Regions from separate parts of the Mus musculus genome. Here regions 1, 2, 3, 4, 5 and 6 are each linked to region 7. A link is a contact called in public HiCAR-type, HiChIP or PLAC-seq and Micro-C data. All regions are on one chromosome and are shown on one strand. Each heading gives the region's core, a stretch centred on a gene start, on an enhancer-like site or on the middle of the called end of the contact. The rest is flanking DNA. Distances are from core to core; before and after follow the strand shown.

Region 1 (3,608 bases), core at 23-2,522, 760 kb before region 7:
CCGGCCCAACAGTCTGATCTTGCCTGACACCACTGGAACGGGCTGGCTGTCGGCCCGAGCATCAAGTTATTTTACCATAGGCTCTATTTGCATAATATCAAGTGCAGGTTTCTTTGGCAACCCCATGAGCTTAGCCATTATTGCTCCCGTTTTAATGAAAGGAAAAGTATGCGCATGGGGCGCGAGCCATTTTAACAATAACTATCCATATCATTTAAACATTTGCCCCTATACTGTTCCAGGGAGCACTTGAGTTCCCACAAACTTCCTTCTCCCTTGCGCAAGGAAAACAAACAAGCCAAGAGCTTTTCCGCACCCAGTCTTGCAGCCCAGGTGGACTGCTATTTGCTGTTCACAGCTATAGCTTCTTTTACTTTAAGCTTCGGTAAATGGAAACACTTGATGTGGCAGGAGTGTTCTCTCCAGTGCCCTGGGTGAGCCTGGCTGAGGGAAGCCAGATAACTGCCACTCAACCTCCCGACACACCCTGCACCCTGACCCTGGCAGCCTGCGAGTGTGGCTGTAATTCCCGCATGAACTTTGTCCCCGGGTGTCTGTTTTTGGAGCATGCTGGGGTGACATTCAGCCTCCACATTCATTTTTATGATAATTCCGGAGCAAATTGTGGTGCAATAAACTCTTCAAGCCTGTCTTTCTGGTGAAAGCCGTGAATCAGTCAGCCTGGGCGTTTTGGGGGCTTTTCAATGTATGGTGATCATTTAGATTTGACGCGCATTGTGAGACCTTAGCGTGCCTCCTCTCCCTTCCCTGTCATTAATTCCAGCCCGCACCATTCTGAAGTACCGTGAAGGATGGCTGAGAAATCACTGCCCTCCTCAGCTCTGCTGTTGCACAAAATAGCAGCGCAATAATTTTTTGTCAATGTTTTACTCTAAAAGCTTTCTACGTCAGTTTTGAAAAGGAAGCAATAAAGCCCATTCAATGGTATGAATAAAAACCCTTTGAGGGTTGGGAGCAGAGCTTCCTTTCTTCAGCTGGTAATCAAATTGGAGCTAAAATGAAATTGAGTTTTCTTATGAAAATAGGCTTTGTTGCTGGGAAGGCTGGTAATTCATAAACAATAACCTGCTCTTTTGTGTGGATAATAATATATTCATGTTCTTTCAATAGGGTAAAAGCCAGACCTAGTGCATTATGGTACAGTAAAAATAGCAGAAGGGGCTGGCTGGAACGATCTTGAAGAAGAAATGTAGCATTCAGGGACGGCACCTCTGAGTCCCTCTGAAAGCCTCCTTTGCTCTCTATCCGTGTGCCGGTTCCCGTGGCTGATTCGCTGCGACCACACGGTATTTGGTTAATTGTGGACGGTCCCAAGCTGTGCTCATCACTGCGAAGGCTGCCGACGAGGAGGCTGTAGTTGGCAACCTGCTTTCTGAAGGAGCAGCCCTGCCTTGACAGGGATGGAGGAGTCCACAGGCAGGCACAGGCCGGCACCTGGACAGGGTACCAGGTAAGGTGGCTGGTTCCTCTGGAGTCTTGAGAAGACGTTCTGGTGCTCAGCCATGATGTGGGTGTGTGATGTACTGAGGGTGGGGTCAGACACTGGTCACCGAAGGGGAACATACCTAGCTGTGAACCCAGATCAGAGGTGGGTCAAGGCTGTTGTGTAATTGAGTTGCTCTGGGTGAGACCTCTTGAGGGGACTCCAGGGTTGTGCCTGCTGTCCCCTGGAAGTGTTTGCTCTTACAGCCTAGATCTGGTCCTTAGAGACCCAGTGATGTTGGGAGCAGATTTCCTTATGAGACCTGTGTTTGCTGGACTAGACTTGGAAGTTTGGGGAGCGGGGGAGGGAAGGAGCTTTTACTGTCCTGGAGATGTCTTTCTGGATGCAGGATGTGGGCGGTCCAGACTTGGATACTCAAGTTGGCAGAAAGTTGTGTTTTGGTGATTGTAAGACTGTGTGACACACTCGTCTGTACCTTGGGTTGTGGAAACAGACACAGTGTTCTTGGACCCAGCAGCAGGTCCAGGGCAGCCAGATAAAGGGGAGCTTTCTTTTGAGGTCATTTTCTCTCTGTTACTGGGACCGTGGCATTCAGAGCATAATTGCATGCAGCCGTCTTGTGAGGCTGTGAGCCTCAGGAAGAGCAGTCGTTCCACAGAGACCTCTGCCACTTGGAAACTACTTTTTGGTTGCTGTTTTAATTTTTGGCTTTGAGTTAGGCTCAGTGGACAAACAAGAAAGAGTAAAAGAACTCAGCTTGAGGTGGGACGGGAGGGTGGCAGTGGGACCAGACAGAGTGTCCCCAGCCGCAGAGGGAACACAGGTTGGCGATTTCATAGCTACTGTTTCGGGTGTTACCCTGCGTCACCTTTTTCTGAGCCTCCCTAGGAACCAGGAATGATATATATATATATATATATTTTCTTTCTGGTTCAGCCTAAGGTCTCTTAACTCCATTCTTGAATTATAAATTGGAGACATTGACTTGAGAGCCATGCTGTGGCTGTGCAGTTTTAAGACAAGAAACTTTGACAGTTTCCACAGGAGCTGGATCAGCCAGGGGTGAGCCTGCCTCCACCCCATGCCGGGACAGAGAGCAGGAGGGCTTTGCTTGTTCGCAGATACATAAGGGATGTGCGCTGGGTTCACCCTGGCTATCGGGCACCTCTGTGCGGTTTGGGTGTTTTAACAATGAAATTACATGCTTGATAAACGGAACTTTTAAAGGCGCAGTGGAAGCTGACAGTTGTGGTAACATGTGTCATTATCCAATTAGTTAACACAAGGTTGTTTTTATGCCGTACTTAACACACCTCTGTGTTTTCAAATCTTAACCAATATTACTTTCATCAAAGTCTTTCAGCAATAAAGGTTCTAATTGTTTGCATCTTATCCTGCTGCTCTCGTGATTCTGGGCTTTTCAGCGCCACAATCCCCTTCATACGGTCTGATTTTGAATTTATCTCAAGTTCATTTTGGGGGAGAAAACCCAGAATTCTTTTGGCTTTCATTCTGCACTTTGTCAACGCCCCCTCCCCCTCCCAGTTCCCGCTGGCAAAGCCGCAGGCTCGGAGCTTTATTCTTGTGCTGTGAAAGGCAGGATTGCTAACTGTCAGAATTACCTTTCAGGGTGGTGTAATGGAAACTATAAAGGAAAGTTCACTGTGCTGTTTCCCAGAGGAACAACAGAAAACTGGTTTTAGTCAGAGAAAACCGTTACTTAGTCTCTACATGGAAATTGTGATTTCTTCATCTTGTACTCGGGTGGTCTTTCATCTGATGTCCGCCTGTCTTGACGCAGAGGGGGTTCAGGGCAATTTCTGTCTGGTAGGGACAGCTGAGTGCCGTGGCAGAGGCCAGGTGGGCAGCCCTGGAGCCTCAGTGGCAGTGTCTGGGAAAGATCACGTGACTTGGAGGGCCCTGGCCGGAAGCCCAAGCTTTTCTCTAGTTCCTAAGCAGAGAAAAACAGCTGTGCTCACTCTTCTGTCTTGAAGACTTGGCGATTTCTTTTCTTCCCTCTTCTGGACCCCCCAGTGCTAAGATGGAAGCCAGGGCTTTGCTCATGTCAGGCAGCCTCCATCATAGAGCCACACCCCCAGTCTCCTGTCCACTTCTGGATGTCCAAGTGTCCCTTGATACATTC
Region 2 (4,038 bases), core at 1,116-3,615, 940 kb before region 7:
ATACAACTTATTCCTGCTGTTTTGAGCTACTTTATTTCTTGAAGATGATGGCAATCTCAAGAAATAATCCAGGACCTAGTGGGGGTACACCAATGCCCAGGGGGTGATCGACGGGTAAGGAGCAAAAGCTATGCTATGACTGATGACTGCTTATCACTGCAGCCATATCCAACCTTCCCATGTCCTTGTTTAGCCAGCATTGACACTATGAATCTGGACTGAGGCAGGTATGTTGGAGGGGACCCTAGGAAGTAGCCACACAAGAAAGGAGCCTGAAGGAAGCCACATCTCTCATCAGCGGAGACCATGCTGGCACATGTACTGCGTTAGGGTTCTCCAAAGAAATGAAGCCACAGAATATCACACAGCAGTAAAGGGTACATTCTTAGGTGTCCAAGTGTATTAGCTAACATCTATTAATCCAGCAATTACCACCTGTCTGTCAATCATCTATTATCCATCGATATCAGCCAATCAGCTGCTTGTTTAAGGAGAGATCCATCACAGGGTACTGGCTCAGGTATGTAGGGAAGATGGCTAATCCACTTCTCCAGGAGGCTCAGGCTGGAGTGAGGGCTTCTGACATTCCAGTTGGTGTTTCTCTACCCATGGGGAGAAGGGCATTTCCTCTCCTCAGTCTTGTAGCAGGGATTTAGAAAATGCCAAGGAAATTTGACCAAGGGTTCACCTTGGACACCAGAAGTGCTCAGCGAAGCTCCTCAATGACACAGTTGTGAGCAGGGCTACTTTCTAGGATCTCCTCCAAATAATGATTCGAAATTAGCGTGTACTGGGGTTAAAAGAAGGTGATCTGTAAGGTTATCATTTAGCAGCTCAGGGGCTTTTTTTCCAGAATGAACGGGTGTAGTCAATGGTCCAGTCTGACCGTTGGTTCCCAACTTCCTCTGTCTATTAAGTCGGCCTCTGCCTGGCTTCCTTAGGGCCACTTGACAGTCAATATATGTAGCTATCTTTGTGTACTGCGTGATAAGGCCAGACCTAGTCTAACAGGATTTAAAAATAGTAACGAGTAAATTTTTCAATTCAGCACTAGGGAAAGCTTCTTCCGGGTTGAGCAGCTTTGGTCGATAGACTCGGGCGTCGGTGATCAGTTTTGCATTGCCACTCTCTGGACCTCCACAGGGAAGCAAGATGGGAAACTGGCTGATGTGGGGCTCCTAGGGCAGGGTACCTCTCATATGTAACCAGGAAAATGGACAAAAAGTGAGGCTTGGGTCTGTCGGTGGTAAAGACACCGTAATTGCAGCAGTGGTTGGTTAGGGCTGGCTAGCGCTGCTCTGAAGGCAGCTGCCACCACAGAGAAGCTGGCCCTCAACAAACTTCACACTATTTTAATGCTTTGTTTGTGTCTGGAACAGAAATGTAGTCATTTAGCCAGAAGATGCTATTAAACGCAATCGATGGTGGTGATGGAAGCACCTGGAGAATGCAGAGAAGAGAGTCGAACCTGTGATCATTTTTTTGTTTTGTTTTTGTTTTTTGTTTTTAATTGACAGCATCGCATGGCTTCTAGCCTTGAGCAGTTACTGGATGAACGTGCGTGCCTGGCCCAGGGGAAAGGTCTCCTGGGACACTGCAAGCTTTATTTTAAACTGTCGAGGAGTGCCAGCCAGCAGGGAAAGCATAGGACCAGTGGCGGGAGTAAGTGGAAATATGTGTCGATTGACGGTGAGCCCTCACCTACTCCCCCCTTCCCCCAAGGCTCCTGTCACACATCCTTTGCGCTGGAAGAGGACGCCCAAGTTCTGGGCCTAAGCGTGGACAGCACGCTTTCCAGCGGACACCCACCCGAGGTTGCGATGTGCTCTTGATCGCTGGACACGTCACCGTCAATTTCACAAGGAGTCATGCAAGGCTTCTGGCTACTAAGGTCGTCCGCGCCCGCCGCCCCCCATCTCCGCTCCCGCCCCCCGCCTCCAGTGGCCTTGCAGCCAGCCGCTTAGCATCGCGCCCGCGTTCCCGACGCTCGTTCCTGCCCGAGTGAGACCCATCTGGTCACAGATCTAACGAGCATGTGCGTGCCATCCCCGCCGGCTGGCGAGGTGGCGAAGAGACGCCCGCGCCCCGCAGTCGGCGGGCTAGCTCAAGAGAGCATTCTGGGAAGCGCTTACTAATCGCGCGCCGCCCTACCCACAAAGGCGCGCAGCCCCGGGGCGCGCGGGCGGCGCAGGTGAGCGGGGGGCGCGCCAGCTGTCGTGCGCCGGGGCTGGCGCGGGGTGCGCGCGGGCGGCCGCCGCGTCTTTCTTCTCCGGTGATGTCATCGGGCGACGGCGGCCGCGGCCGGGGGGCGGCGGCGGGGGCGGTGCCGGGCGCCCGCAGGTTCCTGCGCCGCTAATGAAAAGGCACTTGACAGCGGGCCAGGGCGCGCGCGAGCCCGCGGAGCGGAGCGGGACCTGCTGGGCCGGCCGGGCCAATCGCCGGCGCGCGGCCGCCCATGGGCGCGGAGGCGGCGGGGGCGCGGGTGGCCGCGGCCCGGGCCGCTCCGAGGTGATCGCGCGCGGCGCCCCCTCTGTGCGCGCAGCCCGAGCCGCCGCAGCGATGAATTCTGCCGAGCAGACCGTTACGTGGCTCATCACCCTGGGCGTGCTGGAGTCGCCCAAGAAAACCATCTCGGACCCTGAGGTCTTCTTGCAGGCGTCGCTCAAGGACGGGGTGGTCCTATGCCGGCTGCTGGAGCGCCTGCTGCCCGGGACCATCGAGAAAGTAAGTGGCCATGGCACGGTCTTCGGGTGGGTCCCCGGCCCGGGCGGGCGGCGGGCGGCGGGGCGCGCGGGAGCACCTGGCGCGCGCCGGCTCGGGGCCCGCGCGCCCTCCTTTGTGCGCGGACCCGGCGGCGCGCAAGGCGCGGGGACCGGCGGCGGGAGTTCGGGGCGCCATTGTGTGCGGGGCGCCGGGAAGGGGACCCGCCCTGAGAGCACAGACAGCGGAGGGGGCCGCGGTGACGCTCGGGGCCGGCTCGGGGTCACGAGAAGGAGAGTTGGCTGTGCCGGCGGCGGTGGGGTTCTGCTCCACCCTAACGTGAAGTTGGGAGGTCGGCTTCGCCCCTCGCCGACACCGATCGGAAAACCTCGTCTCTGTGCCGCGCAGCTTTCTGCGATGGCTTTGTTTGAACGGTTTCGTCGCTGCCTTTGCAGTCTGACTCTTGCGTTGAATGGACCGGTGGCTGGGCATGTTTAAAGGATGCATCAAAAGCCAAGGGAGGGCCGAGCTGTGAAATGACTTACTGCCTTCCCCATCAAGGGATTCTTCACTCAGCCAAGCCTGCAGAACAGCGCACACAGGGTGCTGAAGCCCGATTTCTTTGGGGATGGGTCAGAATTTTTATCCTCACTGCCTGCTAGATTTGGAGCTGTCTGCCTGCTGCTGCTGGCTGCTGGCTCCCTGGCTCTGCAGTGTGAACCTTGACCACCGCTCTGGGTGACCAAAGTTTGTTTTCGTTTGTAAGCTCACAGAGCGGGCCGGGTCAGGGGTTGGGAGCACTTCTAAGAACAACCATGTTTTATAGGTCAAAAAATAATAAAGTCCTGTGTTCAAGATTATGCCAATACACAGTTTACAAGAAAACTTAAGATCCTTAGTAATTTAAAAGGTGTTAAGTACAGAAATGGAAGTGTCCCATAATTAGGAAGAAGTAACACTTCTTAATGGAGTACACACACACACACACACACACACACACACACATGCACATACACACAGACAGGCCCTAGGCAGGACACTCTGTTAATGCATATTAAGTGACCTGAAAAAGCAGAAATTCTAATTGTATTCATAAATTGGCATGCTGCAGTGTCAGAAAACATTTACCATGAGTTCCACATGCGTACCACAGGTTTTAGGTGTTTTCTTGAACATTGTATTGAAAACGACATGCATCTTAGAAGGACTAACTGATGTGGGAAACACTGTTTATAAGTGGGGCAGATCAATAAAGTTACAATTTTAAGATGCAACGACTGAAGAGAGCAGGGTGTGACTTGCCAGACACTGAGAAAACCCGGCTGTCCCCTGGCCATT
Region 3 (3,770 bases), core at 1,036-3,535, 670 kb after region 7:
AAGTTTATGGGATGGACTGGCAGATCCAATTGCTTACAACTCTATTCCCTGAGAGCAGAGGGCCTACTGCTCCAGGCTCTAGAAGCCAGAGACTTACAGCTCGAGACACTCAAGTTGGAGGCTTAGACTCTTCTGGACCAACAGCAGCCACAACACTTGGCAGCTACTGTAATCCCAGCCGGTGCTGTGGCTCTGTGTGGGTACGGGGTGCTGGGAACTTACGTGACTGTAGCTTTAGCTTTCAATCCTAGAGTAAGACCTTGACCCGACAAGACTTGCCACCTCCCTGGAACTCTTCCAGTGACTGGTACCCATGTACTCTTCTGTGCCTCTTCATAGCCTTCTTCAGTCCTGGTGCGTGCTTTATCTTCTCTGAATGGCTTCCTATTTCTTCTGCCTGTCGTCCCATCGCCTCTGTGTGCTGCTGTGCGTGCCCTGTTCACTCTTCAGAGTCCCCCTTGCCGCTGCCACCACTCCGCTGACGTTCTGTCCTTTATTTCTTCATGCTACCAGTCTAGCTTGTAGAAATAATAATAAAAAAATTGTGTAACATCACTTGAGAGAAGTTTCTATTGGACAAAAGATTCTCCCAACTCACTGAAAAGGTGAGTCAAATAGCTTGTTTATATAGTCAGAAATGGGGTGTGGGAAGGATGTTTGCACCAGTCACAGTCTTTCTGCTTGGCCAGTAGAGATGCTTCCCTCCCCCTCCCCCTGAACCCCTCATCCCCCAACCCCAAATTCTGGGTGAAAACTGCTACTAGAGCTTACCAGAGCTTGTGATGGCAAAGAGTCTAGTGCAAGCTATTGACACACTCATGCCTTGGGTATTTCTGGTGCAAGCTATTGACACACTCATGCCTTGGGTATTTCTGGTGCAAGCTATTGACACACTCATGCCTTGGGTATTTCTGGTGCAAGCTATTGACACACTCATGCCTGGGTATCGCCTCTTCTGCTTCAGCAATAAGCAGCTGTGGTTGCAGGGCTGCTTCCTCAAAGCCGCTGAGCAGTGTTCAAACAGGACAGCTGCTGGCGGACAGTTCGGCCAGATGCTAAAGAAGGGCTGTTGGGCTGAGTCATGGGACTGAGGCAGCCAGGTAACGGAGAAAGATCTGTCAGTTTGGGAGTCAAATTGACCTTTCCTCCAGAATAAAATCCGGTCACTCACATTAACAGTTTTCTGATAGTACTTAACTTTGCCCTGCTCTTCAGTCCCATATTCTTGGGAAACGTTGTGTCATTTTATCTGAACCATTTGGACTGATTTGTGAGCCCCAGCCTATTCTCCTCCCAGGCTCTCCAGCTTTAGTCTTAAAGAAGTGGCCTCTAAGATGGACTGAGTCTTCAAGGCTCAGGGTCTACCAGACCCCTCTTGGGATGAAGCAGAAGGTTTCTGAAGTGAAAGGCGCAAATGCATACACACCTGATTAACAGGCTGTTTCCTGCCCTGAATCACTGACAGCCCAGGCTCAGGGCATGTGGCTGTGGAGGTCAGTAGTTGAGCAGAGGTGGGGGATCTTGTCTCTGTATTGTTCAGTATGCATCCGAACAGTCTTTACTTTGTTCTGTGTAAATGAACAAGATTCTTCTCCCTGTGTGCACATGCAGGTACTTTAAAGCACTCTCAGAACTGACCTCTTTTTTCTCATGTGTACACACACGCCTGCTTTTTTTCAGTGCGCAGACATTAACATAGGTTTCCATATGTTTGCACAGAGGGTTCTCTTCTGTATATATGTTCAGGCGTGCACACACGACTGATACTCCATGTACACACACGTGTATACAGTCAGACTCTGCATATCCACAGGTGTGCACACACATGATCCTTTCCCTACGTGTGCATGCAGGTATGGCACACACCACATTCTTTTCACCGTTGGCGCGCGTGGTACACGCGCACACACAGAGCCAAACACGTGGCCCTCTACTCCCTGCGCATGCACACAGATATGCATACAGTTGGCCCTTGGTGTACACACACACACACATACACACACACACACACACACACACACACACACACACACACACACACAGAGGCGCGCACACACGTGGCCTCTCTCCGAGCGCACATGGAGACGCGCGCAGCGCTGTTCGGCGTCGGCGGTCTCCAGCCGGGTCCCGCCGCACGCGCACGCGCGCGCAGGCCCCGCCCCTCTCCCAGGGCGGGTAGCACCGGCGAGAGGCGCGGGAGATGAGCGGCGGGAGGAGGAGGAGGAGGAGGAGGGCGCCGAAGGCGCGAAAAGGCGCGCAGGCGCGCTGCGCGCAGCGGGCCCGCCGCCGCCCACGTCACCGCGCCGCGCGCACGTCACGCCGGCCCGACGCTCGGCCCAGGGTGAGCCCGCGTCCCGGCGCCGCTGGCTCAGGGCAGGGACCGCCAGGGCCGGACCTCCGGGCCGGCGCCTCCGCGCCCCCGTCGTCCGCCCCGCGCGCCCCGCCGGCCAGCCAGGTGTGGCGGGGGCACCGGCCGGTCGCGGCGGGAGGGCGCAGGCTGGGCGCGCGGCCCCGTTCCCGCCCCAGCCCGGTTCCCGCGTCCGGTCGCATCCCGCCCGCCGCCCAGCCTCAGCTGGAGTCGGCCTCGACGCGGCGTGGCGTGGGCGGCGGGCAGGGGTCCTGGCCACCCTCCGGCTCTGTCCGCGCCAGGGCGCGGGGCTGGTGGCTGGGCCTAGTGACAGGTGGGGCGAGCGGGCGGGCGGCCGGGAGCCCACCTGTCAGAGTGGTCGGCGGCCCCTCGGGGTCTTGGGCAGCCCGGGGTGGGGGGTGCCCGCCGCGGCCCGGGCGGAGCCACGCAGTGTCGTGTGCCCAAGTGGGGGGCCTTGTGCCTCGGCGGGGCCTGTGGTCAGGCGGGGCCCGCGTGCCCAGGTGGGGTGAGCCTGACGGCTGCGCGTCGCTCAGCCAAGGGTCCGGGGTCTGGCCCCGCTGCCGGTGGGAGCTGCTGGTGCCCGCAGGGAGCATTTCCATTTAGAGAGGTGACTTAAAATCCCCGTGTGGGACCTGCTTGGCTAGCTCTCCTGTCGGGATTGTGCAAGAAAGGCCCCTGCTGCCTGGAGGCCTGCCTCTGCCTCGTGCTGGTGGGGAGATGTTTCCTTTGAAATGCGATGTGCGTTAAATTTCTTCTCATTCTCATTCATTATTCATCCCCTCCCTTTTTTTCTTTTCTTTCTTTCTTTCTTTTTTTTTTTTTTTTAACCAGATAAGTACGGTTTCTTCTGTGGAGGGTACGCAGTTAAAGCCTTGATTTCCTGGATCTGGTAACATGGCAAAAGATGTAAGTATGGTCGCTGCATGCTGCAGACATGTTGGCACAGCTCGTTGCAGTTTTCTCCCTTTATTTGAGAGTGGCCATACGTGTGTGGCAGTGGGTTGGCCAAGACATTTTACAGGCAGGAGCTGGGATGGAGATGAGGGATGATGGCGAGAGTCGTTAGGTGGGTGTCTCCCCTCTGCACAAATGGTCTTTGTCATCCGAAGCGTGACACGTTTTTTTTTTCTTTTTTGTTTTTTTTTTCGTGGTTTGATGATGATGTCTTGATTTTTTTTTCTTTATCTAAACTGCTTAAATAAAATAAAAAAATTAATACATCTCTCAGTTATGAGTGTGTGAGAGGGTGTTGTTTGTTAGTGGGTTTCCACACAGGAGAGCTGTCAACATGGAACTTACACTGTACTAGTTTTATGTAGTACGTAAGACCGTAATCCAGCTTTGATGGATTGAATCCCAACTACTTGTTTGGGCACATTTTTCTCAGAAAGATGACATTTGG
Region 4 (4,081 bases), core at 1,504-4,003, 970 kb before region 7:
GAATTAGCCTAATGGAAAATCAGTTTGGGAAATATGAAAAGATTGTAATAACTATTGGGGGCCCTGGGATGTAGCTCAGTTGGTAGAGTCCATACCTAGCCCTGAGTTCTATTCTCAATCGTTGCATAAATTGGTCACAGGGCCTGTGTCTGACGTCAAAGCACTTGGGAGTTGGGGGCAGAAGGATCAGGAGTTGTCTTCAGCTGCGTAAGAACTTTGAAGTCAGTCTGGGCTACATGAGATCTCAAAAAATCTAAAAAACCCAGGTGTGGCAGTATGCTTGTCTTTAATCCCAGCACCTAGAGGCAGAAGCAGGAAGGTCTCAGTGAGTTGAGGCCAGCCTGGTCTAGATAGTTCCAGGCCAGCTATGTCACACAGTGAGACCCTGCCGCCTCCTCCTCCTCTAAATCTATAAAAGAGAAATACATCAAGCCATTGCAAGGATAAATGTAAAGGTGGATGCTGAGGGACAAGATACCTTAACTGAAGGGAAAATCGAGTTGCATGAAATTATATTTGGGGTCAGAGTCTCGGGACAATGACAACATTCTGATAGGCATAGGAGTTCATAGAGCCGTAAGGAAAACCCGCCAGCCAGCAGGAGAGCAAGGCGAGAACACCAGGAACCGGAAAGCCGGATCGGGTAAGCCACGGGGGCGGGGGGTGGGGGGGGGGAAGAGGGGGCACTCTCAGGTCATCGCCTCAACACTATTAACACATGGTCTCTCCTCTCTCCTTCACGTGGCACTGATCTTGACAGTTACATATCCCCACCAGGGAATGTGGACACCACTGTGAGCTTTTGGGAGAACAGTTTGGAAGGATTTAAAAAGCCATGGAAAGGAAATCAGCACATAGGATGGGTGCCTGCCCATAGGCCCGTGTCTCCTGCAGTGCTGGGCTCAATAGCATGTTTTATTCTCGGTTAGAGCTTCTCTGGTTTGGCTGCAGTCTTACAATGAACCCCTACTTGCCCCCTCAATATTTTGATTTACATGGGTATCCAATCTTTTGACACTGAGACACAACAATATTGTTGTCTACAAAGTTCATGCCCCAAACTGAACAATTGAGTTATCAAAAAGGAAACTGCAACAAAAATCTCATGTTGTTTTAACTAAATTTATAATTTTTTTGGTTGGATGACAGTGATGACTGTTCCTGGATGCATAAAGCCCATGGACTGTGGGTTAGAGACTCGCACAACATTAGAGACCAACATTTTGAAGGCTGCAAGTTTTCATGAGATGAATGTGTGTGTGTGTGTGTATGTGTGTGTGTGTGTGTGTGTGTTTAAAAGGGTCTCACTGTGTAGCTGTAACTGGCTGTTCTGGAATTCACTATATAGACCAGACCAGCCTCAAACTCAGAGATCCACCTGCCTTTGCCTCCCATATGCTGAGATTTAAAATATATTTTTTAAATCCTTCTTGGTCAGGATTTTCTATAACTTGCTTCTAAAGAAACCCTGAGTAACAGGAAAAACAAAAACCGAACAACTTTTGTTCAGAATTTGTAATTCTGCTGATGTCAGCTCAAAAGGAGTCTGAAAGGAGCGCAGGCTCAGTCCAGGCCCAGCACCCCTCCTGCGGCTTCTCCATCCTGTGTCTTCAGAGTTAAAGGCTCTTTGTCTTTTATGCACAAAACCACATACTCATTGTCAAACTTCATTAGCAAGAAGCAGAATTACAGAAGCCAAAAAGCAAGGTTAGTGCGTTTAAGGCCTTTCCTGGAAGCACGGACCAGGTGAATGGGTTAGGTTTTTGTTCCTGCTTTGGCAGATGCTGGGAGCCTATGGGTTTGAAGGACAAAATGACCCCTCTAACATGATCAGCTGTGCTAAGGTCTGGGAGTCTGTTACAGTGTGGGCAAAAAATGCCCAGGAATTGGGGCCAGAACCACACACATACCTCAGACGGCAGGTCTGGCTGCAGCCCTGATTCACCTGGCAACTTGAAGAACTCTGCAGGACACATGGAATCAAATCTAACCAGGCTCTCCTGCAGTTGCCTTACTATACGCTCAGCTGTGTCAGCTCTGCCCGGGCTAGAGCCTGTATTCCCCGCATCCTCTTGTGGCACTGAGATACCGAGAGCATTGCAGAGGGGACAGCTGCCTGCTAGAGCCCACTAAAACCTACCACGGAAGCAGCGGAGCCTGGAGAGAAGCTGGGCTGCTTTTCTCCACATGCCCCAGGATGGGGAGAAGGACAGGCTTACAGTAGGATGCGCGTGTGCGTCCTGGTGTGCTTCTTGTGTGTGTGGCCCCGTGGATTGGGGCTGCTTGGGTGTGAAGAGGGTGAAGGGACACTTGGAGGTGGGAGTGTGCAGAGATGGACAGAGAAGTCCGACTTGGGTGTCTTTCACTAGGCATAGGACTCCTGCTGTCTCCGAAGCACAGACAGACCCGGAGAGCCGGTGTGCTGCTGGCGCCCTCTGCTGTCAGACCTTCCATTCTACACCCCTAGTTCCAGAGATAGGAAATTCACTCAAGTCGAGAAAACTCTGGGGTTTGGAGGGAGTTAAATATTAGCGAGAAAGAGGATTTCTACATCAATGAACAGTAGAACTGGGGGAGCCATGTGTATACACAGTTCATTATCATCCCCCAACCTGCCGAGATTATATTTCTGGTACTACCGTTAAGGAACTGTGGCCCTGAGGCAGAGACAAGCCTCACTTTTAGAGATGCCTAGCATTCTAGTCTGGGCTTCATCCAGCCCTGAACACTTGGTATCTCATTGGTTACACATTGGCCAAGGTCAGTCTGCCTCTGTCCTGTCCTAAAGCGGCCTTTCCACAGAGCTGTTCCTTGAGGGCAGAGGAGCAGGCAGCACACGCGCACTCGCGCACTCGCGCATACACACACACACACACACACACACATACCTCTAGTTTCCCCAAGTTATGTTTCAGAGGCAAAGGCAGGATCACGTCTGTCTATCCTTCATGCGGTTGTTCCCAAGGAAGATGAGGAGGGTGAAGATGAAGCCACGCCTTGTTTGGAGAAGGCTGATTAACCACAGCCTGGGTGAGACAAGAGGAACAGTGTCTTATGTTCCTTGCCTTGTTGCTGTGACAAGATACTTGACAAGAAGCAATTTAGAGAAGGATGGTTTATTCTAGCTCACAGCTCTTAAGATCTAGTCCTTCGAGGCAGCTGGTTCTGTTGTGTGCGGGTTCAGAGGCAGAGAGCAAAGAGTGGGAGTGCTAAACTCACTCTCTGAGGTTTGATTCAGTCAAAGCCCCTCGAGCCAATGGTGTGGTACCATCCACATTTAGGGTCTTCCTGCATCCACCCAGTCTAGAAACTGTCCTAGGCAAGCCCAAAGGTTTGTCCTCTTAGGTGATTTTAGCTGTAGCTCGGCAAGTGCAACCATCACAAATGGCTTGGTCCTTGTGTTAAAGTCCACTTGGAGTGAAGGAGGAAGAGAGCAGGAAGCGCCATGCAGGGACTGGAGCCAAGTGGGTGTGACAAAGCCACAGACCAGATCGAGATGTCCCCACCTGTCTAGGTCCTGTGTGTGTGTCAGAAGCTCCCCGGACCCATGTGGCATGGCACCTGGCAGATCTGGACATACCGTTTCCAGAACATGGGATCTGACGTGTTGGGCACCCACACTGCAGGGATTTGAGCAAGGCAGGTGCAGGAAGGACTCTGACTGTCCCTGCAGCAGGTGACAAGGCTCTCATGGGAGAGCTGCCTTTCCTAAAGGCAGAGGAAGGAATGCCGTGTCTCCCAGGATCCTTAGCTCAGCCCTGGTTTTAACTGGTCACACATGCCCACAGCAGCCCACAGCATGGGGGCTCTGGTTCTTAAGATGGCCTCCACACCACCTAACACTTAACAGTAAATGGGACCCACAGTAAGTGGAGGCGCATCCACGCATGTCTGTGTTCTTTGTTCCAGGGGCCCCGGCGGGAGTCTTACCTGGGGAGAAGGTTGGCTTTCTCCCTGGCAGCACCCTGTGTGATTTCCAGGAATGAGTCTCCCACCACATTCGTGGCAGCTCCAGGCTGTGTCCTCTGATAATGACATCACAGACAACCCGGGCCCTCTTTGTGGTGTGGCAGAATGTATT
Region 5 (3,841 bases), core at 1-2,500, 870 kb before region 7:
GCTGTCCACCTACCTGCGGCCACTGCAGACCAGTGACAAGTAAGTTGGCCAGAACATGCGTGCGTTGACTGCCTGCTGGCTGGTCCCCCTGTCTGTGTTTGCAGAGGAGGGAGGAGGGTGAGGTGGTGGGTGGAGGTCAGAGTGCCCGCTTGCTGCGGGCACAGCATCGTGTTCATCAGACTAGGGCCCTTAATAACACTTTGTGGGAGGAAGTCAGACCACTGACAGTCTTCTACTTTGGTTTTTCTTGGCCTTAGGTTGAGTTCAGCAAACACTTCATATTTAATGGGAAATCTAGAGGAAATATCTTCCTTCCAGCAAGTGCTTGTACAGTCCCTAGAAGAATGCACGAAGTAAGTAAACCAGCTGAAGCGCTTACAGATGCAAGTGCGTTTAGTTGCTATCAAAAGCACCAAGTCCAGCCGGGCGTGGTGCCGCACGCCTATAATCCCAGCACTCGGGAGGCAGGGGCAGGTGGATTTCTGAGTTCGAGGCCAGCCTGGTCTACAAAGTGAGTTCCAGGACAGCCAGGGCTATACAGAGAAACCCTGTCTCGAAAAACCAAAAAAAAAAAAAAAAAAAAAAAGGCATGAAGTTTAACATAATTTTAGAATTAACAGTTCTGAAGATATAAAAAAGCTAGTTTTTTTTTTTTTTTTTTTTCTTTAAGTAGTTTTGTAGTAGAAGCTGTGAATTAGGCTGGCTGGGTTTTATGACATGGTTTTTAGCCTGGGAAAGACTTCAGGAGAGTGAGAGTTTAAGCTGATGAAGGAGGGCACAGCAGGCTTAACTGTTTACATGCCGTGTGCTGTGGAGGGTAGTTTTTTTCCAGTGTTTTCTTCTAGTTTTGTGTTACTCTGGCCTGCAAATAACCATGTCTGGGTAGCATGGCTTGGGCTTGTAGAAGTAAGCACAGGGTTACTTTTCATATATGCTCTTTATTTACTGAGTTCCTAACATGTGCCAGGCAGTAATCTCAATGTTTATTCATTAACTCCTTTAAATGGCCTATGGAGGGAGGTGGGGGTTAAGATACAAAGAGTAGTGGACTAGAATGTGGCCGGGCTCACTCCCGCAGTGGGAAGTACCCATCGGTTCTGAGATGACCCCCACGCCCCCACCCTGCTCCCCCAGATTCTCCAGAGCTGCTTCTCCCTTGCTTTTGGTGGTTGAGTGTTCTCAGAATGTGTTTGGCCGTCAGCTTTCCTCTCACATACTGTTTCAGTTGACAGGATTCCTTTCTTACGATTCACTGCATTCCTGCTAGATGGCATAAAGAGTTTTCCCCATTCAATACCAGCGACACTGCTGTGGGAATGTTAACCGTGGCTTATTAATTTCCTTCTATAATAAAATGAATTCTGGGGCCAGAGAGATGGCTAGGTGGGTAGAGCTGCTTGTCTCCAAGTCAGAGGACTTGACTTCTGTCCCCAGGACCTTCCTATATAAGAGATCTCTGAACAAGAGACTTCTGATCTCTCCACAGGGGCTGTGGTGTGTGCACAGACATGTATGTGTACACAAGTGTAAAAACATTTTTTTAATAAATTTGGGCTGGCAAGATGACTCAGCGGGTAAGAGCACTAACTGCTCTTCCAGAGGTCCTGAGTTCAAATCCCAGCAACCACATGGTGGCTCACAACCATCTGTAATGAGATCTGACGCCCTCTTCTGGTGTGTGAGGTCAGCTACAGTGTACTTATGTATAATAATAAATAAATCTTAAAAAAATAAACTCTGAGAATCTTCATTGTGTCTTAAAAGGTTTCAAATAAGGTGTACAGAAGTTTAGAATTTTCTTGTATTTTATTATGAAAAACAAATTAACATTCTGTTAAAATAGATAATAGATCCTCACTTTGGGGACAATGGGGATGTTATTGAACTAAAATACTCAGTGTGGTAATAGTAAAAGTGTCTCGCAATAGTAAAAGCTACCCCAACACACCAGCTCTTGTTCCTTGCAGAGTACAGGCTGCTGCTGCTGCTTACCTGCATTTTGAGACAGGGGCCTGGAGTTAATAAGAGGACCTGGGTTCTATTCCCAGTACCCACATGGCAGCTCACAGGCACCTGCAACCCCAGTTCCAGGGGATCCAACTCCTAATTTTTGGCCTCCACAAGCAGCCATGAGTTACACAGGCATATATGCCAGCAGAACACCCATACATAAAAAATTATAAAAAGAAAAAACAGAGACAAGATCTTGATAAGGCTCCAGGCTTGAGCTGAGTCTCTCAGTAGTCCAGGCTGCCTCTACTCCTGCTCCTCCTGCCAGTGTCCTTTGTGAGTGGGATCATAGTGTAACCTGCAGCAGCAGGTTTCAGAGAAGTCAGGATGCTGCTGAGATTTGGGGCAAGGCCCCAAGCCCAGCTTTGAGGTGCTTTTGTCTTGAGGCAGCGTCAAGTTTGCTGTCGGCTGGGCCTGGAGTGTGGCCTAAGGCAGAGAGACAGTAGACACAGTCCTGGAAGAGACACAGTGGGGTCTGGGGTTGGAGTTTCAGAGCCACCCTCCCCCAGTCTGTTGAGTTGAGTTGAGTCTGCTCTCTCAGACCCTGGTAGGTGGCTGTGGTTCACGCTCCTGCAGTCTCCTAGTCCTGGTCTCACTTACGAAGTCATAGTGAAGCGCAGGCGACTGCTGGCCTGGGAGTGCCTCCTGTGCTACCTCTGCCTGCAGGCTGGTGTCACCTCTGCTCCCAGACACTGTCTGCGGGAAGTCTCTCTTGGACAGGAGCTTCCCACCTGTTTCTCTTTTCTCCTTGTCTTTCTCTTGTCAGGCAGGTGTCTGGCCGTCGAGTGAGTCAGTTGAAGGCAGAGAGCCTCTCAGCCCTCTGTGAAGCTTCGGGTGGCTGTTGCTAGGCTCCAACGTGAGATGCTGTGTTGTCTGGGTTAGGGCTTACCAGTGAAGTGTGGGAACCACTTCCTGCACGGACACTCACATCTGTGTGCCTTGGCCGTTCTGCCCAGTCCTATGGTTATTTCTTTGATTTGCCTGTGCTTGTGTCTTTTCCATTTTGGAACTTTGGTGTGGTGCACAGCAGTATGTCCCTTGGTCATGTCCTCTGCTTTCTTTTCTGGTTCCTAGGACTCCATTCTCCCACTGTCCAATTCTTGTCACTGCTTTGTGTTGTGTTTATTTGCATTGCAGGGGATTGTTGTCAGAGCCTTAAGTGTGCCTAGTACACACTCCGCCAATGTCCTGATCCCAGCCCTGGGTCACACAAATGCTCCGTGCAAGTCCTCAGTTGTCTCAGGTTTAAGATACAGTATCCCTGTGCCTTTTCTCAGGAGCAAATTATATTTGATGCTTTCTGAACATAGCCTAGTCTGCCTTCTTTTTAGCTCCATGTCATTTTGTTAGTTTTTGCTCGCTCCTTCCTTCCTTCCTCCCTTCCTCCCTTCCTCCCCCCCCCCCCCCCCCGCGCGCCTTCTTTCTTTTTGTGAAAGTCTTTGTCATTCTTCCTTGCCTACTGTCTTAGTTAGGGTTACCGTTGCTGTGATGAAACACTGTGGTCAGAAGCATCTTGGGAAGGAGAGAGGGTTTATTTGGCTTGCATGTCCTGATTCACAGTCCATTGAGCAAAGCCAAGACAGGAATTCAAACCAGGTGGGAACCTGGAGGCAGGAGTTGATGCAGAGGCCATGGAGGGTGCTGCTTGCTGGCTTGTGCATCCTGCTTTTTATAGAACCCTATAGAACCCAGGACCACCAGCCCAGGGGTGAGATCACTCACACCAGATCACTAATTGAGAAAGTGCCCTACAGGCCACTCTATAGCCCAGCCCTAAAGAGGATTTTGTCAGGAGTGAGGTTCTCTCCTCCCAGATGTCTCTAACTTGTGT
Region 6 (3,682 bases), core at 1,126-3,625, 620 kb before region 7:
CCTTCTCCTTGGCCCTTCCTGGGCCAGGCATGAACCTTCCCCTACTCTCTAGCTAGTGAGAGCAAACAGAAGAGTGTGTTCTACTTCCTGAATAGATCTTTAGAAGAATGAAAGGCTCTGGACAGGCCTTGTGAGGGCAGGCGTGACTGCAGCCATCATGGGCCATGGGCCATTCATTGGGAAGTAGCTACTTCTTAGAAGTTTCTAGCCTTTGATGACCTCATGTTCTAACTCATTTCTGTGGCTTCTTATTGCACCAGAGCCACTGTTTCTCAAGGTTTGATGTTATTCCCAGCTAAGACTGATATGAGCTCAGACCCAAGGTGGGAACTTTTCCTAACATGCCAGAACAACTGGGCTCCTGGGAATAGGAAAGGCAGCCTGTGGTAGATGAGGGATCCCTATAGGTTCCCAGGGGAAGAAGAGTACAGCCTTGTCTTTGCTGCTGGATGCACACTCTACACTTCTCAGATGCTTCTTGGGGCCGACATAGTTTCTGGTAACTTAGTCATCTGAGAGAGCCTCAGTTGCCCTGTGGGAGGATAGTGACTTACTCTGGAAATCAGCCTTGAACACTGAGTGTCTGGCACAGACCAACACCAGTCTGTCCAGGATCCTGTTCCTGGAGCTGTAAGGTCAAAGCTCACACTGGGCAGAATCAACCACTTGTCTTTAGGCACATCTATGAAAGGATATCTAATGGGACATGGACACATTGTGAACAGGAACAAGAGGCCCAGTGCATTTCAGTCCATCTCTGGGGTCCTGATGTAAGGTTTATGTTTAAATAGAAACAGGATGCATGTATAACTAAGCAGTCCTACCTATCATCATTATCATCATCATCACATTATTATCACATCATCATCACATCATCATCACATCACCATTACATCATCATTGCATTACCATTACATCATCACATCACCATTACATCATCATTATCATCATTGTTGTTGCCATCATCATTGTCATTGTCATTATCATCATCACATCATCGTCATCATTATTACATCATTACATCACTGTCATCATCATCACTATCATCTTTGTCATCATCATCACATCATCATCATCACATCATCACATCATCACATCATCATCATCGCATCATCATTACATCATCATCACATCATCATCATCATCATTACATTATCATCATCATCATCGTCATTGCCTAGTTGTCCATGTAGCCTGTTTTGCAACTGTAAAATCTCCCACTCAGATCTGCTCCCCTCTGGCTGGCACCAGGTTTCAGCCTCTCCCATGACACAACATGAGATCCCTAGGGCAATTTTACTTTTACCTTTTTGTTGTTTCAGTGTTTTGAAGACTGAAGAGAGGGGTACATCTGTCTCCCCAGAATGTCTTTACTCCTCTGAGGGTGCTGATGGCTACAGCACACAGCCAGGGACAGAAGGAAGAAGGGCCCACTCACTGCCCTGCCTTGTGAAGATCTTATTCTTGCTCCCTTGTCCTCTTTTGTTTGTGGCCATCCTCCTGCCTCAGCTCCTCTGAGGTCTTGTTCTGTTGGTTTTTGTATTTACACTAGCTATTGGGAGTCTCCAGCCCCTGTCTGTGGTTGAGAACTGGATGCCTGACATGGGCTGAGTTAAATGCTGAGACCTTTGCCTTTGACCTCCTGTAGATTGAAAGTCGCCTCTGTAAAAATTATAAATGTCTAATGGGTTTTAAGTAGGCAGATAGTCCTGGCATTAGGTGTTACCCTGTAGGTTGCCAGTGTCACTGGGCACTAGGGTCTACTCTGTCAGGACCTCTCTGTGGGCTGGGGTGGACATGCCACAGACAACTGTGTTTGTAGGACGCTGCCCCTCCCCCCTTCATTTAAACAGAATGGCTTTTTTTCCCTTTAGACACTGGGACTTTTGTTATGTTAATGAACCAGGGACCATTTCCAATTCAATTTTACCTGGGCCTGGTCAGCTGAGTCGCTTTGTTGGCATCCCCCTGGGACCTTCCTTGTCTTTTAAACTGTAATTTAGTTGGAACGGTCGTCAATTTCCTCTGCTCATTACATTTGCTGGGTATCACAGATATTTAATCGAGCCCATGTTCCAGGACCTGAAGGGATTCTGAAGGGGCTGTGTCTTCCCTGAGTGAGCCAGCGAGGTGACCACGTTTCTGTCACCCCTGTCTGTGGTCTGGCCCTTCTTCTGGCTTTTGGTTGGTTTTCTGAGGGATCTGGCCCTAGAACCCGCTTGGTTGAGGGCTCCATAATTGATTAGCGATTCCGGTTAGGTGGACAGGCCGGCCAGCCTGCCAGGCCTGCACTCTCTCTCACAGTCCTGGGCGCAGGGGGACTCTAAGCGACCACCTGTAAACTCCCTGCCAGAGCTCTCGCATCAGACCTGCTGTATGATTAATTTTTATCAGAGTCACCAGCTGTCGTGGAAGTCCCAGCAGTGCAGTTTCCTACCCTCATCCATCCACTCCCAGCTGCGCTGGACCACGCAGGCCCCCAGCCTGGGAGCTGGGCCTCTAAGCAGGTGCTTGGTGGGCACAAGACAAATGCCCCCCACCCCCACTGTTTCCTGAAAGCTAGGACAAGCTTAACTGTTGCGTGGCTGCATCCAATTGAGGTCTGCAGGCACAGCGGCCTGGAAGCCAAGCGTCTGGGTGGTTCTCCTTCCTGCTGTCAGGAATGAAGCAGGAGCTTGGGATGGGGCCAAACATGGTAAACTGAGGCCACAGCCAAGGATGACTGAGCACTGCAGCACCACAGAAGCACTTGCCTTCCTAAAATATGGGAGTGCAAACCGGAAAGAGCAGAGCAGGAGGATGGGACAAACTGACAGAGAGAGAGACAGAGTCAGACAGACAGAGAGAGAGAGAGAGAGACACAGAGACAGACAGACAGACAGACAGACAGACACAGACAGGAGACAGAGAGACAAAGAGAGTCATGGAGAGAGACAGACACACAGACACATAGACAGACAGACAGACAGACAGGCAGGCAGGCAAATAGACAGATAACATCCAGACAGGGAGAGAGAAAAGGGGATAGAGGGATAGAAAGAGAAAGACTGAGAGATAACTGAAATGAGAGAGAGAGAGAGAGAGAGAGAGAGAGACAGGTGGACAGAGTCAGAGTGAGACACACAGAGAGATACATACAGAGGAGCCATAGGTTAACAGACACAAAAGGATACAGAGAGGTGTGTGTGAGAGAGAGGGAGAGAGGGAAGGAGGGAGGGAGGGAGGGAGGGAGGGAGGGAGGAAGAGAGAGAGAGAGAGAGAGAGAGAGAGAGAGAGAACTGGAGGAAGGTGCCGAGTCAGCAGCTCTGTGGTAGAACAGGCTACTTCCTATGAGTGTCACCAAGAACACTGACCATGGGCCCGGCACCCTGAGAGCCTCTGTCCTCAGGTCAGCCACTCTCCTCTCTTCCACCCTGGAATGCAGTACTATGCTTAAGCTACTCCAGCCTTAGTGGCTACTGTTGGTTCCTTCCTGCAGAGGGGAGCCAGTGCTAGAGGATTTTAGAAGATCCTGAGCCATTGAATAGAGCTCCCAGAAAATGGGGTCTCTCCTTCAGCCTGTCCTCAGGGTTTCTGTCACCCTCTATTCTGGCTTCAGTTTCTTGCTGCCCCTCACCAGAGAGCTGCATCTAGTCTCTCTTGCAGGGTGCATGTGATCTCAGGCAATATTCCCCTTTATGTC
Region 7 (3,691 bases), core at 732-3,231:
CAGATAAAGAACACTGTACCCAGATAAATAAAGAACACTCAAAGTTATAAGGGTAAGCAACCCAGCAAGAACATATGTTACAAAGAAAACAAAATAAAATACAACCTTAGGAAGAGATCTGAATGGCCAAACAAGAAGTCATGCTCAACAGAATCAGGAAAAAGAGATGACAACAATTAGCTATGGCTACACACCTGTCAGAGCACAACAAAATATCAACAAAGTGTGTGAGGGCAGAGAACCCAGCTGACTCTGCATCCCTCAACTCCATCCACAGAGAAGACAGCATCATCTTTAATGAGCTTTACCCTGGATCTCTCTGAAAGTCCAGCGATTCACAAGACATAATCACAAATGGGGGTGGGAAAATGGGAGGATACAGGATTCTGCTTTAAAGTAGCATTTCAATCACCTGAAGGCTGTGAAACTTCTATCAAAAGGGATCTTAATGTAAAATTCAAATTTAGAAGTTCATAATGAATAACTTCAAAATCTAGCTATAACTACGAGGTTCTTTCTGGAAGGTAAAAATTTTGGACCCAATGCAATAAAAGAAAAATGATGGTATGGCGTGTTAAGCCTTAGTTATCTAATTTTGCCTATGACTGGATCACTCCCTTCAGAAAAGTAAACTATCCTCTGCACTCACACTCTCCCCAGATACTGGAACTCTAAGCTCCTCCTATCCGCCTTCTCCCTAGCCCTTTATCACCCACAAACACTGTGTATTCACCAACGTGCTAGTCACATTCCCTCCATTAGACAGGAGCATCTCTCATGGCATAATAGGGTCGAGGAAGCCTCAAAGATTTCTTACATGAACAAACTGCACAGTGAAACACTACAAGGAATAAAGCAAGAAGGGAGTTAAGTCAACGGTTTAGTAGTGACACAGTAATTCATCCTCTACGCTGACAAGTTGTTACATAGGTTGTTACAAATTATGAAAGATCAAAAGGCTCTCTCAGTTTTTAAAACTCGGTTCTTGTTTAAAGTCTTCCCTTGAAAACCTGCGCGATTTGTCTCAACATTCTAAGGCAACCCAGTCATGTCAATTACTAAAACCTTCCCTCAAGACGCGTCCCCACTCATCTCCAAAATGAGCTTCATGAAACCAGATCCTTGACATTTTCCCCACCCCCAACTACGGCGGCGACAGTACGGGTAAAGTGGGCAGGACTGCCTTGGGGGTCTGGCTTCTTAGAAGCATTATTCGCTAGCTGAACCGTCCAGGAATAAGCGAGCATCATCTAACCAGGACTCATCATCACCAGAGGCAAAGGTGACAGCAGAGTGAGAAGCACGCAGAAGCAGAGCTGCAGGCTGCCGTGCTGTCTGGACGAACCCAAAAACAAACTCGGCCGCTACAGCAGCTCCGGCCTGGGCCCCCAGGGCAGGGACAGTCCGCGAGCCGCACCCCTTTCCTTCCCGGGGGCCGGGGAGAACAGCACCCGGCCGGCGGGGGTCATGGCGCTCAGTCTCCACAGCCCTGAACCCCGGGACGCGTACCTTCGCTCCGGCCCAGGATCCGGCAGCACAGGTTCTGCAGCAGAACGTTGGGCGACTTCTGATCCGGAGTCGCCATTACCGCGCCCGGACTGCGCACTGCAGCCTCCCCGCGCCCCAGGATCCCGCGCCCTAACTACGGCGCCGCCATATTCGCGGAAGCGGCAAAAGCGCGCGCCTCCCATAATGCACCGCTTCCCGCGCGAGACGCGCGTGCGCTCTCCCGGCTTCTGCACTTGGCAGCTTCTCCGCGCTGGAAAAGTCGTTGCTGGGCGACGCTCGCAGCAACGCGTTCCTAGGATGCCCGTACGCGTCCGCAGCTTGCGGTCTGGGCGCTGCTTGTGAACAGCACTGGATGCGGAGTCCGAGTGCGCTTGAGCCACACAGGGACAGGGGCGCCGGACTACTACGCAGGGCTCTCGTAAGTGAGTTCTCAGAGGTCTGGAACCTCTGCCCCTTGACGTCACCAGGAGGTAGTCCTGGAAACGGGGATACTGAGATGGAGAGGCTTGAGCGCTGCCGCAAAGGAAAAATCAGACGCAGACACGAGAAATTCTGTGCTGTCTGGGACGCAGGAGGAGGAGAGTCCTCGTCACTGGGAGCCCAGCTCCGCCGCTCCTGCCCGGATGCTCGGTGGTCCGCAGAAAGCTCCCTTCTTAGTCGCTGACTCAGGACTATGATAGCAGTGGCACTCAGAGGTGGCTTAATGGAGAGCATACCTTTATTCGTCTTTTGCTCGCAGATCTCTTAGCCACCCTTCCCTGCCCGCTCTGTGATGTACAGAATGCGGACACACTCACTCCCTGTACAAATGGTACCTGCTGGAGCTCAGCCAGTTGAAGCCAACGATAGAAACTGCAAGAGGAGACTCTCGGCTTCAGCCTGGAATTTGACTACGACTCTAACAAGCCGAGACTCTCAACACTCAGCTCTCAGCCCATTCTTAGCTCCAGCCTATTTTGTACCACCCACACAGATGATGCTCCATCAGAAGGTCTAGAATAAGGCCATAGTGAATAACTATCAGTCATTCCTGGTGTTTCTTCCACCCCGGGGCCAGTAGCTAACCTTCAGGTGATCCACTTTTCTGTTTCCATCATCCATGTAGTCAGAGCTCAGTCCTCAGTCCCTGTAGCCTCTGTTTTGTTGAGTGGTCCTAGCACTGCCCTTTGGTAATAGGAGTGATCCCAGCAAGAAGTCTTAAGGTGGCTTTCTGGACTGAGCACTCACACATTTAATTGCAGATGTATTGACAGTTATTTGAGGGTGGCCAATGAGCCAGGAAAAGCCAGAGCGGTTTGCTTTTCTGTGTGGCTACTTGAAGTGAAATGTCAGCAGATAGATGAAAACACTTAGAAAGTAGCTGCTCCAGCACAGTCTTGACAACAGGAGCTGATGTCACCAAGTCAGGTGACTCGAGTTCCCCAGAACCCACAGAGCAGGAGAAAAGCAACTACCTCAGTTGGTCCACTCACCTCCACCATACAAAATGAAGTCAGTCAAGTTAGGACATTGTAAATCAACTAAGCCAGTGACCAAAAAATGCTAAAAAAAAAAAAAAAAAAAAAAAAAAAAAAAAAACAGGCTTGATGACACAATGCCTTTAATCCTAGCACTTGGAAGAGGCAAGTGGTCTCCAAGGAAAGTCTGATCTATATATTGAGTTCATAGACAGCCAGAGCTATAAAACAGAGAAACCCTGCCTCAAAAATAATCACACTCACACATACGTATGTGCATACATACATACATACATACATACATAAATGGGTTAGGAAGATGGGTTAGTGGTTAAGAGCACTAGCTGCTCTTCCAGAGGACCTGGGTTCAGGTCCCTGTACCCACATGGTGGCTCACCACCATCTTACCATCTTGTAACTCTAGGTTTTTTTGTTGTTGTTTTGTTTTTTGGGTTTTTTGAGACAGGGTTTCTCTGTATAGCCCTGGCTGTCCTGGAACTCACTCTGTAGACCAGGCTGGCCTCGAACTCAGAAATCTGCCTGCCTCTGCCTCCCGAGTGCTGGGATTAAAGGCATGTGCCACCACACCTGGCTGTAACTCTAGTTTTATCTGTTGCCTTCTAACTACCTCAGGCCCCAGGCACACACACGGTGCACTTACATACATGCAGGCAAAACACACATAAAATAAGTGATTAGATCTTTATATATGTGTTGTGAATATA

Evidence for each region. Hi-C and Micro-C count contacts between places; a contact is called where the count stands out from the background. HiCAR-type assays count read pairs that join an accessible place to other places. HiChIP or PLAC-seq counts read pairs in DNA pulled down with a chosen protein or histone mark.
Region 1: a contact with region 7 is called in an H3K4me3 HiChIP or PLAC-seq map of embryonic basal ganglia, with 5 times the contacts expected there. The contact joins the enhancer-like site here to the promoter of 4931415C17Rik in region 7. A contact is called at or near these places in 13 of 39 promoter capture datasets (the 3T3-L1 cell line, the C10 cell line, HPC-7-derived erythroid cells and 9 more), 1 of 15 datasets of contacts at CTCF or cohesin (large pre-B cells), 1 of 484 Hi-C or Micro-C datasets (the HPC-7 cell line), 11 of 115 datasets of contacts at active chromatin or transcription factors (the 230-238 cell line, craniofacial prominence, embryonic basal ganglia and 7 more) and 4 of 9 other capture datasets (adipose tissue, embryonic stem cells, liver and 1 more).
Region 2: a contact with region 7 is called in a Micro-C map of embryonic stem cells, with 6 times the contacts expected there. The contact joins the promoter of Arhgef7 here to the promoter of 4931415C17Rik in region 7. A contact is called at or near these places in 11 of 39 promoter capture datasets (the 3T3-L1 cell line, the HPC-7 cell line, cranial neural crest and 6 more), 1 of 484 Hi-C or Micro-C datasets (embryonic stem cells), 18 of 115 datasets of contacts at active chromatin or transcription factors (bone marrow-derived macrophages, cardiomyocytes, craniofacial prominence and 11 more) and 3 of 9 other capture datasets (adipose tissue, embryonic stem cells and pancreatic islet).
Region 3: a Micro-C map of embryonic stem cells shows a contact between it and region 7, with 6 times the contacts expected there. The contact joins the promoter of Tfdp1 here to the promoter of 4931415C17Rik in region 7. A contact is called at or near these places in 3 of 484 Hi-C or Micro-C datasets (Th1 cells and embryonic stem cells) and 1 of 115 datasets of contacts at active chromatin or transcription factors (memory CD8 T cells).
Region 4: a HiCAR-type map of embryonic stem cells shows a contact between it and region 7, with 5 times the contacts expected there. The contact joins the enhancer-like site here to the promoter of 4931415C17Rik in region 7. A contact is called at or near these places in 8 of 39 promoter capture datasets (the 3T3-L1 cell line, hippocampal neurons, liver and 3 more), 1 of 15 datasets of contacts at CTCF or cohesin (large pre-B cells), 1 of 484 Hi-C or Micro-C datasets (muscle stem cells), 6 of 115 datasets of contacts at active chromatin or transcription factors (embryonic basal ganglia, embryonic forebrain, embryonic stem cells and 1 more) and 2 of 9 other capture datasets (embryonic stem cells and liver).
Region 5: an H3K4me3 HiChIP or PLAC-seq map of stem cell-derived neural progenitor cells shows a contact between it and region 7, with 6 times the contacts expected there. The contact joins the enhancer-like site here to the promoter of 4931415C17Rik in region 7. A contact is called at or near these places in 21 of 39 promoter capture datasets (the 3T3-L1 cell line, 3T3-L1-derived adipocytes, the C10 cell line and 13 more), 1 of 15 datasets of contacts at CTCF or cohesin (pro-B cells), 2 of 484 Hi-C or Micro-C datasets (the HL-1 cell line and ganglionic eminence) and 19 of 115 datasets of contacts at active chromatin or transcription factors (the NIH/3T3 cell line, the SCID.adh cell line, cardiomyocytes and 14 more).
Region 6: a contact with region 7 is called in an H3K27ac HiChIP or PLAC-seq map of embryonic stem cells, with 7 times the contacts expected there. The contact joins the enhancer-like site here to the promoter of 4931415C17Rik in region 7. A contact is called at or near these places in 9 of 39 promoter capture datasets (the 3T3-L1 cell line, cranial neural crest, embryonic stem cells and 4 more), 11 of 115 datasets of contacts at active chromatin or transcription factors (bone marrow-derived macrophages, differentiating embryonic stem cells, embryonic midbrain and 4 more) and 3 of 9 other capture datasets (adipose tissue, embryonic stem cells and liver).

What each region holds. Positions count from the first base shown.
Region 1 is chr8:11,911,784-11,915,391 of GRCm38.p6, forward strand. No RefSeq gene overlaps it. Among named protein-coding and RNA genes, the nearest start is that of Tex29, 73 kb to the left of the region's middle. Within about 2 kb of position 1,273, at least 32 of the 459 cell types and tissues checked have an H3K27ac peak or open chromatin away from gene starts, as enhancers often do. A contact at or near this core is called in embryonic basal ganglia, where this site is marked.
Region 2 is chr8:11,725,693-11,729,730 of GRCm38.p6, forward strand. Arhgef7 (Rho guanine nucleotide exchange factor (GEF7)) reads left to right here and starts at 2,366. Exons shown (of 22, transcript NM_001372321.1): 1 at 2,366-2,724. The coding sequence starts at 2,560.
Region 3 is chr8:13,336,466-13,340,235 of GRCm38.p6, forward strand. It overlaps Tfdp1 (transcription factor Dp 1), which reads left to right and starts at 2,286. Exons shown (of 12, transcript NM_001291765.1): 1 at 2,286-2,341; 2 at 3,200-3,274. The coding sequence starts at 3,263.
Region 4 is chr8:11,698,103-11,702,183 of GRCm38.p6, forward strand. No RefSeq gene overlaps it. Among named protein-coding and RNA genes, the nearest start is that of 1700128E19Rik, 16 kb to the right of the region's middle. Within about 2 kb of position 2,754, at least 32 of the 459 cell types and tissues checked have an H3K27ac peak or open chromatin away from gene starts, as enhancers often do. A contact at or near this core is called in embryonic stem cells and muscle stem cells, where this site is marked.
Region 5 is chr8:11,800,516-11,804,356 of GRCm38.p6, forward strand. Arhgef7 (Rho guanine nucleotide exchange factor (GEF7)) reads left to right here. Exons shown (of 22, transcript NM_001372321.1): 7 at 1-39; 8 at 258-353. Among named protein-coding and RNA genes, the nearest start is that of Tex29, 38 kb to the right of the region's middle. Within about 2 kb of position 1,251, at least 44 of the 459 cell types and tissues checked have an H3K27ac peak or open chromatin away from gene starts, as enhancers often do. A contact at or near this core is called in the SN4741 cell line, embryonic fibroblasts, stem cell-derived neural progenitor cells and 1 more, where this site is marked.
Region 6 is chr8:12,049,141-12,052,822 of GRCm38.p6, forward strand. No RefSeq gene overlaps it. Among named protein-coding and RNA genes, the nearest start is that of Gm33029, 190 kb to the right of the region's middle. Within about 2 kb of position 2,376, at least 16 of the 459 cell types and tissues checked have an H3K27ac peak or open chromatin away from gene starts, as enhancers often do. A contact at or near this core is called in bone marrow-derived macrophages and embryonic stem cells, where this site is marked.
Region 7 is chr8:12,670,446-12,674,136 of GRCm38.p6, forward strand. 4931415C17Rik (RIKEN cDNA 4931415C17 gene) reads left to right here and starts at 1,982. Exons shown (of 2, transcript NR_166502.1): 1 at 1,982-2,580. It overlaps Tubgcp3 (tubulin, gamma complex associated protein 3), which reads right to left and starts at 1,655. Exons shown (of 22, transcript NM_198031.1): 1 at 1,510-1,655. The coding sequence starts at 1,585.